Linked DNA regions of Mus musculus: all the other regions are linked to region 1. A link is a contact called in public Hi-C data. All regions are on one chromosome and are shown on one strand. Each heading gives the region's core, a stretch centred on a gene start, on an enhancer-like site or on the middle of the called end of the contact. The rest is flanking DNA. Distances are from core to core; before and after follow the strand shown. Region 1 has its middle 26 kb from the start of Gm34099. Region 2 has its middle 88 kb from the start of Fbxo8. Region 3 has its middle 150 kb from the start of Fbxo8. Region 4 has its middle 28 kb from the start of Gm33501.

Region 1 (4,362 bases), core at 765-3,264:
CAGAGGGTCAGGGAAATCAGGTTACTGGCTGCGGGTAACGGAGAACACTATAAATTGAAAACAAAGGGATTCTCTTCTGGTAAGGTCTGTGTAGAAACATGGAGATCATACTTAAGAGCTAAATTCTAATAATGTGTCTTTTGAAGCCATTGCTCTTTCCATTATATCATCTCGTGGCATGCAAGAAGGCTGCCGTAATACTTTAAAATACCACCAACAAACTGCTGCAAGAGAAACGTTTTCCTGAGAACATTCAGCTCAACTGAGCCCACGAGTCACAGCTGACCTACATTCAATGAGCACATTTATGAAAGATGAGTAAGAGAACATTTGTCTCTCAGGCCACTGAGACGGGCTGATAGTCACAGTTAGTCATTTGGATCACTCCTCGGTTCTCCACAGCAGCCGAGTGCCTACAAGACCTTTTCTTAGATTCGTATTTAAGCGCCAGAGGGTAGTCAACGAGCTAAACAGGCAGATGCACTCTTGGTGTCTTCTCAGTGCGAACAAGACGTGCAGGAACAACAGCAGACCGCCACCGGACAACTCTGCCCTGTTCGTGGGCTGAGCTACCCAGAATAATTCATAATGGGTTCTATCATTCGAGGCTTTCTTGTTTAAAAGCCTGCTAAATCTCTCTGCCTGTCTTTCTCTGTCTCTCAGTCTCTGTCTCTCTCTTTCTCCATCTACTCTTCCTCCCCCCTCCCTGCCCCCCTTCTCTATGTGTTCCTGGACAGCCTTCTTTCTTCCCTCCTGTCTCCTCTCCTTTTGTCCTTCTCTGGTCCCCTCCCATATCTGCCTCTACCCCCTCCTCCAGGTCACAAATAAACTTCTTTTTCAAAATATTTTTCTTTTCTTTCTTTCTTTCTTTCTTTCTTTCTTTCTTTCTTCCTTCCTTCCTTCCTTCCTTCCTTCCCTTCCCTTCCCTTCCCTTCCCTTCCCTTCCCTTCCCTTCCCTTCCCTTCCCTTCCCTTCCCTTCCCTTCCCTTCCCTTCCCTTCCCTTCCCTTCCCTTCCCTTCCCTTCTCTTCTTCTTCTTCTTCTTCTTCTTCTTCTTCTTCTTCTTCTTCTTCTTCTTCTTCTTCTTCTTCTTCTTCTTCTTCTTCTTCTTCTTCTTTTTTAAGATTTATTTACTTATTTCTTGTATGTGAGTACACTGTCACTCTTGTTAGACACACCCGAAGAGGACATCGGATCCCATTACAGATGGTTGTGAGCCACCATGTGGTTGCTGGGAATTGAACTCAGGACTTCTGGAAGTGCTCACCGCTGAGCCATCTCTCCAGCCCTATTCTTTATTTAATTTATTTACATACCAAATGTTGCTCCCCTCCCCATCTCAGAGTTCTTTACCCCTCCCCCTTCCCCTTTGCCTCGGACAGGGTGCTTTCCCAGTCCACCACTGGCCACTCCACCCCCGAGGCCTTGCCTGGAGCATCAACTAACTCTCTCTCTGTCTCTGTCTCTCTCTGTCTCTCTCTGTCTCTCTCTGTCTCTCTGTCTCTCTGTCTCTCTGTCTCTCTGTCTCTCTGTCTCTGTCTCTGTCTCTGTCTCTCTCTCTCTCTCTCTCTTAAATGCGTGCTAAATTATCCGTTCATCTGCTTACTACAGTCATCTTCCATCCTCGGCCCTAGGATGTGAACAACCTGAGTTAGTATCAGAGCTTCCTGAGCGAATCTCCCCTTGTCAGCCACTCTTGCTCCCATGCATGGCAGGTAGATATACCCTCCCTCGACAGCGCGCTGCTCTTACAGCCTCACACCTTGGGCTCAGAAGGAAAGCGATTTCCAAGTTTCAAAGACAAACTTTAGAAATTCCGGTCACTCACCAGGCTTCTTGGGCCCTCCCTTTTGATGCAAGGTCATAAAGACTCAGGTTCTCACCTTGGTTTATGCTGTTGTTTGTTTTTTTTTACTTTATTTTATTTTTTTATTACAGGCTGTAGTTCTGCTTTATAAAGGAACAGGAAGTGAAAATAACCTTGGAATTCCAATCTTAAGTTGTTGTCGAGCGCCACCTGCTGTTTGTACTGAAAAGCAGCTTTAGAGGCGGGAAATATGCCTTTAATAAATACTTTAACCTATTGGCTATGTTTTACCACGGGAAAGAACCACGGCGGTGTTTTAGACAGCTGTCTGATTTTATGCAGGACTCAAGTCGTAGTAAAATAGCTCAAGAACAGTAGCTTACGCTATATTTCTTGAATTTCAGGTCCCGACTGTTCTTTAAGCCTACAAAAGAATTGAGTCGAAGTGAATTTCTGAAGAATATCCTTGTCCTTACTGCTGTTTCACAGGTGGACAAATAACATTTCCTGGACAGCCAACTGCTTTTTCCCCTGTATCTACACAGGATCTGTTTACTCTATGTGTCTCTTGACATGTGTGAATTGCAGTATAAATAATTTGCTACTGGTAATCGGCACAGATCATGAAAATTGCAAGGCAGGGGGTGACTCATTCAATTTTTATTGAATTATTGATTCTAAATTATTCATCCTCCCCAGCCTTTGCTCCCCTTTCCTGTGTATGCAAAAGACATACTTCTGGGCTTCCAATAGCTTCTTTGTCTTGACCAATGGGGCTTTCTTTGGTCAGTAGGGTGTGCTTTGAATGAATATGTGCCTGAGTGACTTCAATTAGGTCTGCCTTACCACTGACGGTCTCTACCAAAGCACAAAGCCTCCTCCCTCAGCTCCAGCTCCTGGAAGATGACATGGGTCACTGAACTAATCCCTAACAGAGGAGTTGAGCTTATCAGTCACAGCTGACCTATCTATGGTCAGCTCATGAGATGAATAGATGTTTTTTGTGTCTTTTAAATATTGTTGCTTGAGATCTTATTTTATTTATTTTACATGTATGGGTGTTTTGCCTGCATGCGTGTCTGGGCATCATCTGCGTGCAGTGCCCGAGGAAGGCAAAAGAGGGACCAGATCACCTGGAACTGGAGGTTGTTGGCTGATTGGGTTGGGTCTGGGAACTGAACCCAGATCTTCTGGAAAGGCAACCAGTGAGCCATCTCTGCAGTCCCTACACCTTTGTTTTTAATGTTTTCCAGCCACTTCTATTTTTCTAATGTTTAAAAGGCTTTAAATGTGGTAAAAATGTATACACATAAAAATCTATCATCTTATCAATTTTTAAGCGTACAGCTTGGTGCAAAATGCATTTATCTTGTGCACCCATCGCCACCGAATTTTCTTATCATTTCATCCTGTGACACGGAAATTCTGTATGCATTGAACAGAAACTTCCTGTTTCTCCTCACCTCTAGCACCTTTGGGGCACCGTCTTCATCACGACGGCCTCTATCAATGTAACGGTTCTCACGCCGTGACTTACATAGCCGTTCTCTTCTTGTGATTGATTTGTCTAGTGCAATGTCCTCTAAGTTCCTTCATACTGTTGTATATTTGATGTAGAATCATACTGTGCTGTGTATCTACTGTGTTTTGTGTATGCTTTCACATGTAGGTTGTTTCCTCCTGTGAGTAACTCTCAGCAACATTGCTGTGAGCCTAGCTATGCAGAACTCACTTCAAGTCCCCGCTTCCGATTCCATCGAGAGATGGGATTGCCAGATCATATGGTAACTCTGTTCTTATGTTGGTGCTTTCTACAACAGCTCGTCTCCCACCAGCAAAGCTCACCACATCCTTACTGACCCATTATGTGTTTCTTTTATGAGTCATCTTGATGCCTGGGAGGTGCTATCTCAATGTGGTTTTGTACAAACGTTTGCTTTTTAAGCTACGGAGGACTTGGGACTTTTTGTTTGTTTGTTTTATGTTCTTTGCTGTTGTCGATGATATTTTGTTTTGTTTTGGTTGTTTTCTGTGACGAAGGCTGACAGAGTTGGAACACAAGTCTGGCTGATTCCAAAACCTGCAGAAACTACCAGAGAAAAAGGGTATTGCCTCTAGAATGTGTTATTTAATTAATTTGTGATATGGGGAAAAAGAAGAGAGGGGGAGAAGGGAAGTGGTGGGGGAAGGGGGACCGGGAAAGGGAGAAACGGGAGGGAGAGGGGGAGGCAGGGGGAGGGAGATCACATTGTTAAGATTGTTACTCCCTCATTCTCTTTATGGCCCTTCTTTTTATCTTTGTAAAAATCACATATTAAGTCAAATGTAGTGGTGCATGCTTGTAGTCCCAGCTCTTGGGGGTGCAGGTGGGGGAATCAGAAATTCAGGGACAGCCTGGGTTACATGACATCCCGTCTCAAAGAAACCAAAAATAAAGTGTATGAAGCACTTTCTACCCTCTAATATAGTAGGACAGTGGTTCTCAACTTTGCTAATGCTGGTGACCCTTTAATACAGTTACTCATGTTGTGGTGACCCCCCCAACCAGAAAATTAT
Region 2 (4,362 bases), core at 535-3,034, 790 kb after region 1:
TGATACAGTATAGAAAGAAAATGGTTGAAAATATCTAGGTACATTGGTACACACATGTGTTGTTTATGTCTCTGTTGCTGTGACCAAATATCAGGAAAAAGCAACTTTGGGAACGCATTCATTCATTCTCACTCTCAGTTTGATAAGTCATGGCAAAGGCATGGAGGACGGGGAGGAAACATGAAGCAGCTGGTCACGTCACAGTGCCAGACAAAAAGCAGAGTTTAAAGAGGAAGCAGAGTTGCTCCATAATGCTTAAAGGCCCATGCCCAGTGACACACCTCTGCAATCCATGCTTCATACTCTCAAAAATTCTAGTATTCCCCTTAATACTGTCATAATGTGGGGACCAAGTATTCAAAGACATAAGCCCATGGAATGTTTCAGATTCAAACCATAATTGCACAATTTTATCCAAGATCTCAAAAGAATATTGATTATGCCTCTCCTCTTAAATGATAAGTAACCAGATAAAATTGATTCTGTTCTGTCATCTTTTGCTCTTTCTTCCAGGCCCCATTTGCTTGCAGGTCTGTGCCTGTATGAGACAAATAGGTGAGTACCTGTCGGAGACAAATCAGTGATGCTGTATAAATGTTCCTAACTGTTTATAGGAACAAATTAATTCTATACATCTTTCTGTTTCTATCAGAGACATGTGCCAAGAAGTGTACTGTAATTGACACCTAACAGTCAATGAAATAAAGTTGAAAAATACATAAACAAGAAAACATTCCATGTGACAATAAATTAACAACCTGAACTATTCCTAGATATTCTGGTACAATACCCATTTGTATTTTGCATATCAAGGCAATTCATAACTTGAGACATACTCTCGTGTTTACTTCAAATTACATTATTCTCCAAGAGCCCTTCACAGTGCAAAAGGAGCAGCTCTCCCTGACAGGCCATTTTACTTCTCCCTAACATTTCTCCCATGCTTTTACTTCTGTCTAGAATGTTCTTTTTTTGTTTCCTCTAATGACCTAAATCTATGTATTGCTTCTTTACAACAATCTCAAGCTTTACATATTCAGTGAAACTTCACATCATAAAAAATACTTCCAAAAATCCATTTAAAAATACTTTAGATGAGTCTGTAGACAGAAGACAAAATAAGGTAATTTAATCCAGAACACTTTAAAGAATCAGATTACCAATTATTCAAATGTAATAAACTTGTGTAAAAGGGAACTCTATACACACTCATACATATGTATATGTAAACATTCTCGTAATTACCCTCAGACAGTGATAGAAGAAATATAATATATACACACATGCACACCAATACATGCATGCACAGTATATTTGTGTTAACTCTAAGGATAATGTTTCTGTCCCTGTATTTGTTAATATTTTGGAAATAAATCATAACTGGACATACATTCGCCATTAGTTTTTTTTCTTAGAATATTTCCTCACTAAAATAACTTACATGTGAGGTGGTGGCGTTAAAACAAACTAACTACACAATACGCAGAGGATGCCAAATTAAAATTTCAACTTCAGTCATGACAACAAAAACATGTTTCTCTTCAAATTTAATTTCCATGAGAAACTCTTCTAAATTAAAACCTTCCAGTGCAGTGTCCTTCCATTTTTTGCATTTTTTACTACCTAGAGATCAAACAGTTTGACACAGCAAAAATTCTGGTGAATTGGAAAGAAATGCTGATTGGTTTGTTGGCTGGTGGCCGGGGGAATGTTATGACCGAGTAATTATGTGTTCTGGACAGATGCATTAAGCAGGCTTGGGGCCGGAGCCACTGGATATTATTTCAGTCATAAGGCTAGAGGAACTGAACAATTTTCAAAGCATTGGCTGGCTGACATTGCCGAACCCATGCCTGTTCCCGATGACTCCTTGGCAGTAACTTCCAACACTGCACTTACGACATGGTAAACAAAAACTACATTAAAGGTTTGCTTTTTAATCATGGAGGAGTTCAGCCTTTCCACTAAGCTCTTGCGCTATTCATCAAGTCGCGGTGAAAGCTAGTGCAGATTTTCACTGTCCTATCTTCTGATGGAACTGTAGCGGTGTAACAGGGGAGAAAGAAAAGACTTCGTGTCCAGAACGAGTATCGAATAAAGATGATAATTCGTCTTTGCAGTTGCCTCCCTGTATAACAAACTGAAAGCTGACGGTGCGTTTTTGTGATGATTTATTTATCTCAATGCATAAAATCCTACCCTTTGTAAAACAATTATGTCTAGTGATTGGAAAAATGCACATAAAAATAAAATCACACAACCAATATGATGCTCTTTGGCTTCTAGAAAAAGAAAAATAAGTCCCACAATAATGAGTCAATTGGATAACTTCAGGTAAAACTTCCTCTTCTGGCATTAAAATGGAAGTTTAATTTTAAAATCATATACTAACTAACTAGAAAGTTAATAATTTAATTGGAACCACATTTGGTTACTATGTTTTATAGTATTATTGAAAGATTAAACAGCATTTTATTTTGTTATTTTCTTAACTGTAGTACTATTATAATAAAATGTAAATGATAAAGTTAGTTTCATGGGGCAGTTTTAAGTCATGTAATAGTTGTTGATCAATGTAAGATGGTGTATGAATGGATAGAGTGGGGTGTGTGTGTGTGTGTGTGTGTGTGTGTGTGTGTGTGTGTGTGTAAAGATGTGGGTATTTTTGCTACTTTTTTTTTTGCTTTAAATGTGACAACTGAAACTTTTATTTCTGTGTTATTATTTTGTGATTGAAACTCAAACATTTCACAAAAAATTTTAAAACTATTTGAATTATTCTAACAAACTCAGTTTGCTCAAAATTATTACTAAATTCCACAAATAATGTTGATCACTTGAAAGAAGTATTCAGAGAATAGTATGAATAGCATGAATAGTAATATCTTTTCTTAGAGACTTCAGTACAAATTATACTTTTAATAGTTCCTGAAGATTTATCATTTTGGTTAAATTTCATAATGTTGCATTCTTTTTAAAATTTGGTTGCCCCCAAGTGCATCTAATAACCTAAGATTTTTATTTTTAATTAATCTTTAGAAATAAATTTATTGATGGACATAGTTTTGTTGTTTTATGTCCTAAATAACTGCAGATGAAATGTCTAAAAAATATGTCAAAAGATTATGAAATAATCATGAAATGTAAATATGATAAGTAAAATCACTACAACTATCTCCTCATTTGCAATTTACAATTTAAAAAGAATGGTTATCCTCTTGGGTTGACTTTTAAAATCTCTGGAGAACTTAACCAAAAAGTACTTAATGAACTAAGGAAGAAAAACTTAGAAAGATTCCTTCTTCACCCAGATCCTCCCAATACCCATTCTAAGTGAACACTCTGTGACCTGCATGAAAAAATATACTAAGAATACTTTTAAAAGATATGAAAAGAAAAAAAACCGTAAACAGAGTGACGAGAAACACAAGTTCACTTTTCAAGAAAACAGAGAGTAAGAAGATCGAAAGGAAAAAGTTGGGAAGCGAGTCAAAGTCCAGTAAAGGTGAATTGTTTCACATCAAAACCGTATGTTTTAGGAAATGATTCATTAGTAGTCCAAAACATGGGATATATAAAATATTACCATGCTAAGAATATGTAATCTGATTAAAATATTGACACACCTAATGAAATATACTGCTATATTATTGTTGATACTATGATATAGTTTATGACACACAACTAGCAGATAATACAACTACTTTAATTAACAGAAAAGCTTTTACCCAGAAGCAGTTTGCTCTTGGCTCTTTCTCAACCCTGAAAACAGTATAGATGGACCGATCTCTCTCCCCTCCCCCTCTCTTCTCTCTCTCTTTCGGTGTTCTTTCTTTGAAATAAGGACTCAAACTTTTTCCAAAAATGGGTTTTTCTTAGAATAATTTGAATCATTCTAAGAAGAAATTATTTTTGTTCTAAATTGTTACCAATTCCACAGTGTCATTCATTATGGAAACTTGTGGCTTTTAACTCAATGTTGCAACAATGTGTAGAACATGAAATACAACAGTGTTAACACGAGTGCTACATTCAATTTCTTCCAAAACAACAACAACAACAACAGAAAATCAAAAGACTTGTTAATATTGTGTAAGTTTAAAATGCAAAGTACTTAATGTAACATCTGTCACCTAAGCAATAGTTTAAGAATATTATGAATAAGTAAATTTACTCTTAATAAATGGATTTTTGTTTACAAAGCCTAGTATTTAGTATTTGGATTTCTATCTACACTGTATTTATCAGTTTTTATTATATATAAAATAATATATTAATAATAAATGCATGTGCTAGATACTTCCATGAGTTATAAAGATTCTTTGCTCAGATGTAAGAAATCCTGAGACTTGATTCTTTACC
Region 3 (4,362 bases), core at 777-3,276, 730 kb after region 1:
ATTTAATACCACATGTGCCACAACTTTTCCTCTTTTTTGATCCCATGAAATTGGTGCACTTTGTCTTTCCAATCCCTTGGAGGTCCCAGTAAGACCAGGAAAATTCAAAGGATTTTGGTCAACCAATTAGAGAAAAAAAATGATAATTTTTATAAAGGGTACTAGTATGAAGCTGTAAATCTCACTCCTCAGTCAATTGCTTTAGTTTAACAGCAAAGAACATTATGCTATGATGATATCCAAGGCTAATTAATGGCCATCACTTTAAAATTATATATACATAATAGGTACCCTTAATTAGATACAATGTGCACTAGCAAATACAATTGACTAATACAATGTCCTTTCTTGATGAAGTTTGGTTCAAAACAATATTTTTAGCTAGGTGGCATGGTACCAGCTTGTTATTCCAGCATTCAGAAGCTAAACCAGGAGAACTGTGGGTTCAAGGACAAACTGAAGTAAACAGTGAGACTCTGTCTCAAAACAATAACAAAAGTCATTACCATGTAAGTGGATGTGTAATTAGATGATTTTCATGTTGTATACTATTTTGTTAGCTCATGAAGTATATATTTATTGATGATTTATTATGACTTATTACTGTTTTATGTGGATTGCTCAAGGCAATGCACAGAGTAATTTGTGTTGCTATAGCAATAGCAATTAATGAATATTTCTTTTGATCTCACTGTAACTGCAAGTACAGGTTAGTCTAAGGCTGGCCTCAAATTCAGGGTGATTCTCCTGCCTCAGCTCCCCAAGTGCTGATGTTCAAGGATAAGGCACCACAACCAGCTCACTAGTATTAAAAACAATAATAATAAAATAAAATAAAGCACTCTTACATTTATCGTCAAGAAAAGAGAAGGAAAAGCTATGTGCAGTAACCTGTCTTTCCTAACATACAGCAGAAGTTACCATCTTATAACCCTAAAGAATCGTAGATTCAAAAGCTTCTCTGTGGGAGGTTAAATTTTTTCTACTCAAATTTACGAAGGCATTATCAGAGTCATCCCATATTTATTGGAGGGCTTCACTTAAACCCTCTCCATTTCCATTATCCATAGGGATTCATAAATAAAAAGCTGAAGATGAAGAAATGAAAACTCACAGAAGCAACTCAAGAAGGCCGAGGAGTGCCTCCTTTCTTTGCCCACGTTAAGCAACGTTGTGATTGCCAGGCCTAGGAGGTGCCACCGATTCTGTCTCCAAGAGCAAAGAGAATCTACACCCAGTTTCTCATCCAACTACACCTTAAACATGGAGATAGGCAGACACAGAAATTACAAATCATGTCCTGCTACCATAGTACCCTCCAAAGCAGAGGGAAGCCCTGCCTCTGTCCATACCTCAAGTGCTGACACCATTCTTTAGTAGTTGTTGTAGGGAAAACCCACAAGAATACATTCTGGCTGGACATGGCTACACATGACTGTAATCCCGGCACTTTTGAGGCGAGGCAAGAGGACTTCTCTGAGTTAGTGGCCAGCCTAGACTCTGTAATGAGACTTTTTTCTTTTTTTAAGAAAAGAAGGAATTACAAAGAGATCCACTTTGGTACAGCTCAGTGGGCAGATGAATGAACATCTCTGACATTGTTCAGATGATCTGGGAAAAAAAAATCTCTTCTGTGGTTTTCAATATCCTTTCTATTTGGCAACGTCTACAAATTTCTTGACAAAATTTCTAACCCATCCTACTTGATTTCAGGGTCCTCAAACAGCAACAAAATGGCCATAAATCATATAATAGGGGAAAAGTGTAAACTAGCATCACAAGGACTGCCTGAACTCCAGCCCTGGCCTGGTCCTGATGATTCATAATGTGTAGCGCTGAGCTCCTGTTGGTATTGCCATAAGTACCTGGATGTGTTGTGAAAATGAAGCAGGAAGCATGGAGGAATTGTTCAACATATTCCTGAGTGAACAATGAGTCTTCCGTTAACTTGATATGTTACACTCACCACCTCATCACAAGCAGCGTTCTGGTCTGTGAGGTCATGGCACAAATGCTGGAGCATCAGCGTTACTACTAAGTGCATGGCAGTGTGACTGTGCCAACCCTGCCAGTTACAGCATACCGTAAAAGGACTGTTCTCGCTGCTTCTCTGAACAAAACCGATTCCAAAATAACAGATGACCATTTACAGCCACAATTGGGAAAGAGGAGGAATTTACTTTTGAGGTTGATTTATATGATGGTTAGGAGGCTGCCTTAAGAATTCCTAAAGAGACACCCAGCTCCCAAGCAAAGCCATGAAATCCTTTGGTTGCTACATTCCACAAGCCATCGCCCATGTGTTTATTTGACCTCGAGGCCTAACCAATTTGTCCTCTCCTGAGGTTTTACAGCTAATACTCTTAAATTCAAGAACCCATATCCCAAGTAGATTTTTTTTTCTGATAGGAGTTAGATATTTGGATTTTCCTCACTGAGGAAATTCACCTAAGCACTTCATGGCTTGATATTTTCAGGGCTGAGCAACAATCTAGTTTTAAATGTGAACAAAACATTTATTCTTTGTCTTTTCTCCAGATTATTCTTTTATTAGCAGTCATGCTTCTTGGTTTTCGAAATAAAGTTCAGTTATTTAATTTGTTTGTGTAACCAAAGTTAGGCAAGATTGAAATCAAGCTGTGTTCTGAAAGACTGAGAGACTGGGTTCCTGAATCCTGAGTGAGGAAAATGAGGAACAACAGAAGAGCTCACAACGGATTGAGGAAAACACCTGGAGCTCAAAATCTTCATGTATGCTACTAAGGCATGGAAATAACTGACAAGTAAAAAGGGGTACTGATAAAGATTGTGCATAATTGCTTAAGTTATCAAGGTAGTGCAATCAAAGTAGACTAACAACATATAAAAGACATGCAAGGGCGGTTTCATTAAGATAAGATTATTTTTCGATGGCTGAACTTCCAGGAAGATTGCTTCCACTTTTTGAGACAGGGCAAACTAGGAAGCTGGCAGATCAAGGATTACCACTCTGACTGCCCAGCCTGCTCTTTATCCTCATGGGCATTGCTGCATTGATCGCTCCCTGCCATTGAGCTGCTCTGTGTCCACCTTTGCTGAAAACCTGCCTTCTCAAGACAGGACTCCCTCCATTAGAGTTCATCTTCAGGGTCTGTCTCTTACAAGCTGCTGAGAAATGCCTGAGAAAATTTTGACAACCCCACTCACTGTAAATGGTACAAGCTAACAAGGTAGCCAAGACACCTAGCTGAGATCTTCAAGTCTGTAATTTCAGAAAGGCTCCAAGGATTAAGTGGGAATCCTTTATAACTAATAATTATGCATTAATAATAGTACCTCATGTTTATCCAGTTTTTTCAGTTGATGATATATATATAGGTACATGATAGGTAGGTAGATAGATAGATAGATATTCTCTCTCTAATATATATATATATATAATTTTGAAAGTTATTTTAATTTGTATGCATATGAATGTTATGCATACATGTATACATGTATGACACATTCATGCCTGGTGTCTATGGAGGTCAGAAGATAGCAACAAATGCCCTAGAACTAGAGTTCGAATAGTTGTGAGCCTTCATATGGATGCTGAGAACTAAAGCCAGGTCTTCTTCAAGAGCAACAGGTGCTCTAAACCACCACTCATCTCTCCAGACCACTGCTGGAGATATTTGAAGATTTGTTTTAAAAAAGCATTTTTGTCCATATGTGAGGAAATGTAATTAAAACTAAATTAAATACCATATTAACAAAGTTATTTCATTCAGAATGAACAACTTGAGCATTACTAAGCATTCTCACCAAATCCTCAATTCCATGAAACATCCATATAATTAAGACAAAATGGCATTCCAGCTTGAAATATGTGAATAATTGGCTCAATTCCTCAAAGTTATTTTGTAAATATAGTCACCATCAGAATGATAAAATTATGTATTTTACAAGATCCCTCCAAAGGCTGAGGCATCCGGGTCAGAAAATTGAAAACAAAGCCAAATGTTTACTCAAAATCAAACCCAGAACTTCTTTTGAAATCCATGAAAGACCAATCATTCCCAATGTCTTTTTGCTCCTTGGAATGAGATGGAAGTCAAACTGGAAATACTGAAACACTTTAGGAAAAGCAGTAAAACCAAGCAAGCTTTCTTGCAAGACTTCCAGATGAAAGAGTTTTGAACCCGCATTTAATCATGTGAATCCTGCTTCAAGCCAAGCCGAACCTCAAAGGTTTACCTGCTCTCATTATTTAGAATACACAATGAGCTGGAAATGTATTGCACCCATTGGGAACACTGGGGGTGAGATGGTTTCGTATGGAAACTGAATGTTTACATTAAGCCCTGGGTTGACCATCTGGCAATAGAATCCCTCACTTCT
Region 4 (4,362 bases), core at 773-3,272, 570 kb after region 1:
AGAAACAACCATGCTGAGGAGTACTGTTTTAGAAAATAACAGGACTACCCACTTAAGCATTAAAAAGAAGCATTGGGCATGGTGGTAAAGCCTTATATTCCCAACATTGGGGGAACTGAGGCAAGAGAAATACGAACTTTAAATCAGTTTGGGCTTCATATGAAGACACTGTCTCAAAACAGACAGAAAGACAGACAGGTAGATTATAGATAGATAGATAGATAGATAGATAGATAGATAGATAGATAGATAGATAGATAGATAGATAGATGAGCAGGCAGACAGACAGACAGATTGACAGATATTACATACTATAGTTAATTTTAAAAATAGTTTGTATATATAGTGTGTGTGTGTGTGTATACAACATGTGTGCATTTGTGTGTATAAAGGTCAGATGCCAACCCTGGATGTCCTCCTCAATTGCTACTCATCTTATCTCTTGAGAAAGGGTCTCTTATAGGACCCCGTGTCCAGTGGCAAGTCTGGCAGGGCAGTTAGCTCAGAAGAACTACCTGTTTACATTTCCCCTGTGGCCAAGATACACACACATGACCACATCCAGGTTTTGATGAGGGTGCTGAGGGTCTGAGTCCTTATACTTGCTGATAGTCATTTTCCCCAGCTCAAAAAGTGCTTCTTGTGCCTTACAAAGTCTTCTTTCTTTGAAGAAGGTTGTGTCTTCAAATGTCTGCATTTGTTACAGGGTTTTGGATTTTCAAAGACCAAGTGGCTCTTGGCTTTGTTATCACACCTATAGAGCAGTCAGCTCACATTTAAGAAAAGTTACCCCTTCATTAGTGTGAGAACTGAGAAGAGGAAGGGAAACTGCTGCTTGAGTAATGAACCATCTTCAGCAAAGAGCTAGGAAGAGCCAGTACTTAACACATACATGTCGAAACAAAGGCTGTTTCCACAGCCCTCTAGTGCTGCTCCTGGTAATTTCTATTAAGAAAAAGTCCAGACACATAATCAGAAATGTATAGGAGAGCTAAAACCCATTATAAATAAATAAAGTAAGCACTGAATAATGGGATTTGTTGATAGTAACATCTCAGGTCCTTGCAAGTTTGTAGAGCAGACAGGATTCCTAAAAGATCCCAAGATAACTGGAGGGTAGCATCTATTATAGTAACTGTCATAGACTGTTCTGAAGAGATCAGAGAGGTAAGTAAATTAGGAACATGTAAAACAAATGTGTTTATTGTTATCTATTATTTATGACTCTTTTGATAGCTGGTAGTTCATTTGACTATGCTTCTACGTAAACCAATTTAAATTAATTCAGCTAGCAAATTGAATAATGCTATATCAACTGCTTTGTTGCAATCAAGATATATTGCATATACTTGGCTCTCTTAATCTTCTAACTATATTTTCTAATGTTGATGGATAATTGCCTTTAAGTGCATCCTTGCCCTCTCTGCTTTTAGGCCTGTTTGATAAAAACATTACTGGAAGTGGTATGTTCCCAGACCATTTTGAGAATGCAATTTGCCTCAATTCTCCTATCAGGAGCATCAGTATAATCTGAAGACTATGAAGGCAATTAGCTCTCTCTAATGGTCTTTGCTTCTCTTAAATAATGATAAAAGGGGGGTTATTGGATAAGAGGAAAACAGAATTCAACATTTAACTGCCTACTGTTTTCTCCATTTTGGTGTTCACTAAAGTTTATGATGCAAACCGCTCAGAAGGAAAAGAACACCCCTCAAAGATTTGTGTGCAGAATCAACAAACGCAGATACAGTACAGTCAGGGCCATAACTTCTCCCAAATAAGTTTACAACTGTGACAGGCATGTCTGCTTTCCTTTAGATATTCCGGAACATTGTATTAAGATCTACGAGGAGGCTGTGAAGAGACAGTGCTGCGAAGAATCTTGCTTTGCAGAAGAGAATTAACAACAAAGCTGAAAACATTTCATTAATTAATGCCTGAAATTCCCAGTCTCGTTGCAAGGGAGGACAGACTTGGAATTCTAAACTGTTTTTCACTTCCTGTCTCTTTTTAAACAGTTCGCTAGGAATTATAAGTGGTTTTAAAATCTTAGCTTTTGTGTGCTGCTATTTGAGACAGGAAATCTCTTTAATTTTCATTTTTGTTACCAGTGGCTTATACCTTAAATGTTTGATGCTAGAATTCTTTGGTTTATGGTTATTTATGGCCTTTTTTTATTTGAGGTTAGAGTTTAAATATTTGAACTTTTTTTGGTGTCATCCCTAATTAAACAAATCAAAATTTAAAAATCTGAGACATTACTATTGGTGACTGTGGTGGAAAATGATCCTTAGCTTGCACCAATTGTCAGCATGGGTTTCTTGATGTACTTATAGACAAATAGAGTCTCAACCCTGCTTGATCATTAGCAATGACCAGACCCAAATGTTGGTGCAGCATGTAGATTACCTTCTGGGTAAGAGAGAGAGGACGCCTTCCTTGTTTCAAACCACAGGAAAAAAAAATATGTGTCGAAAGTAGCATTGCTTACTATCTTGAAAAACTAACCACAAAAGCTGATAGATTGACAAATATAGTAAAGGAAATCACAGACTGATGACTCTGGCAAACCTCATGTGAGAAGGAAAAACAAGAAGCAAACAAAAATAAAATACTCCTATTTGCTAAATGAGAATGTTGATATATGATTATATTGTATTTATCTTAAGTTGGCATGAAAGCCTTTATCTAGTGCTGTGTCTGTGTGTGTGTGTGTGTGTGTGTGTGTGTGTGTGTGTGTGTGTAATAAAATGTATTTTTGTGTATCTGGACCAAACTCAAAATGAGATCATGTATGAGAAAATATTTTTATGTTTTGTAATGCACTTAAAATGAAAGATTTATTACGTATAGATTTCAGTAGACCCAAGAAACAAGACATCCCTTCAGCAGTATCAGATGGAATTATCCACTTGGAAGAACATTATTTGGATCTTCACTGATGTAATCATATTGCTGTCATATAATTTCCTAAACCAAATCCTTCCATAAACGGAAAACTGTAAATCACAAAATATTTACCAGGGAAACCAAAATGACTGTCTCAGACATCTCAGAATGCTTGCATTCAGCAAGATTATAAAGTATATAAATATGTATCACAGTTGTTTGGAAATCTGTGTGATCTATTTTCAGGTTAAGTGCTTTCTATGCATGCAAACAGACAGAAAGAGAGACATCATGGACATATGTACATATATGAGCTTTTAAAAGATAAAATTATGTACAGGCTTTGCATGGTAACCATTCCTTTTATTTTGCAAAAAAGTTATTGTTTTGATAGAGATTTTTTTTATACACCACTCAAAAAGTATTTTTACTCACAAGCATTATTTTTGTAGACATGGCAAGGTACAAATAAACGTTTTCTCTGGTGTAAGTTCCAGATTTTATGACACCAGATTGTAATTGTTTGTAAATGTTCCCATCAAAAAAGTGGGTAGACAACATGGATGGGAGAAAATGTCATAAGCCCCACCCTTAGATGATGAGCTACAGTAAATCAGGAGTCTCTGAGGGAGTCAGAATTGTTAATTTTCTCAAGGGAAGAAGCCCTAACAGCTTATGCAGTCTTAAGTGGTCAGATGCCTTAAGTACACACACACACACACACACACACACACACACACACACACACACACACATATGTTGGGCAGATCTAAATGACTTATTGGCCTCAGCAAAGTATCTATAAAACAATGACAATTAAAGGAGAAGGGGTTGCTTATCTGAAGGGAGTGAGTGGACAGCATAGAAGTTAGAGAGGAAAGAGGGAAGAGTAGAAGTAATAGAGATGCAGCATACTCATGTATTCTCAAAAGCTTAAATATATATAGTTATGAAAATTGACTGAAAAGCCACTTCAGGTATATTAAAAAAAGAATTTCATGAATGTTTGCAGTACATGTTTACTTAGCAATGAATGATAACATGAAAAGTTCATACCTATAAAATGTAGAACACTAGTAGAGAAAGAAACTAATATAGTGTATTATATTACATTTACATATTTTAAAAGTTTTAAGCAGCTCCCACTATCCCACTACTGATTGCCTGAACAATTTGGAACAATGGAGAATTACCTTGTATTTTCCCAAGAAAGAGGGATTCAAAGTGAAATTCTATAATCCAGGCCAACTCTGTTTTATTTCAAGCACCATGTGTAGGATCCACTGTTGCTAGACTGACAACATTTTGTTATGACAAGAAATCAACAAAAACAGGGGCTGTAAGAACAAGACACTTTTCCCACTTTGGGCCTGTCACTGGACCTTCTTTTCCTCAGGCTCCTTTTCATTTCCATCCCTGCAGTTCTTTCAGACGGGAACAATTATGGGTCAGAGTTTTGACTGTGGAATGGCA

The links. A called contact is a pair of places that touch in the nucleus more often than the background predicts.
Region 2: a contact with region 1 is called in a Hi-C map of the N1E-115 cell line, with 15 times the contacts expected there. The contact joins two enhancer-like sites. A contact is called at or near these places in 8 of 484 Hi-C or Micro-C datasets (the G1E-ER4 cell line, the N1E-115 cell line, Th1 cells and 2 more), 2 of 115 datasets of contacts at active chromatin or transcription factors (craniofacial prominence and embryonic limb bud) and 1 of 9 other capture datasets (embryonic stem cells).
Region 3: a contact with region 1 is called in a Hi-C map of the N1E-115 cell line, with 9 times the contacts expected there. The contact joins two enhancer-like sites. A contact is called at or near these places in 1 of 484 Hi-C or Micro-C datasets (the N1E-115 cell line) and 2 of 115 datasets of contacts at active chromatin or transcription factors (embryonic limb bud and forebrain).
Region 4: a Hi-C map of the N1E-115 cell line shows a contact between it and region 1, with 9 times the contacts expected there. The contact joins two enhancer-like sites. A contact is called at or near these places in 8 of 484 Hi-C or Micro-C datasets (the G1E-ER4 cell line, the HL-1 cell line, the N1E-115 cell line and 4 more) and 1 of 9 other capture datasets (embryonic stem cells).

The regions. Positions count from the first base shown.
Region 1 is chr8:57,427,048-57,431,409 of GRCm38.p6, reverse strand. No RefSeq gene overlaps it. Among named protein-coding and RNA genes, the nearest start is that of Gm34099, 26 kb to the right of the region's middle. Within about 2 kb of position 2,014, at least 45 of the 459 cell types and tissues checked have an H3K27ac peak or open chromatin away from gene starts, as enhancers often do. A contact at or near this core is called in the N1E-115 cell line, where this site is marked.
Region 2 is chr8:56,636,868-56,641,229 of GRCm38.p6, reverse strand. No RefSeq gene overlaps it. Among named protein-coding and RNA genes, the nearest start is that of Fbxo8, 88 kb to the right of the region's middle. Within about 2 kb of position 1,784, at least 11 of the 459 cell types and tissues checked have an H3K27ac peak or open chromatin away from gene starts, as enhancers often do. A contact at or near this core is called in the N1E-115 cell line, where this site is marked.
Region 3 is chr8:56,701,860-56,706,221 of GRCm38.p6, reverse strand. No RefSeq gene overlaps it. Among named protein-coding and RNA genes, the nearest start is that of Fbxo8, 150 kb to the right of the region's middle. Within about 2 kb of position 2,026, at least 3 of the 459 cell types and tissues checked have an H3K27ac peak or open chromatin away from gene starts, as enhancers often do. A contact at or near this core is called in the N1E-115 cell line, where this site is marked.
Region 4 is chr8:56,858,816-56,863,177 of GRCm38.p6, reverse strand. No RefSeq gene overlaps it. Among named protein-coding and RNA genes, the nearest start is that of Gm33501, 28 kb to the left of the region's middle. Within about 2 kb of position 2,022, at least 1 of the 459 cell types and tissues checked has an H3K27ac peak or open chromatin away from gene starts, as enhancers often do. A contact at or near this core is called in the N1E-115 cell line, where this site is marked.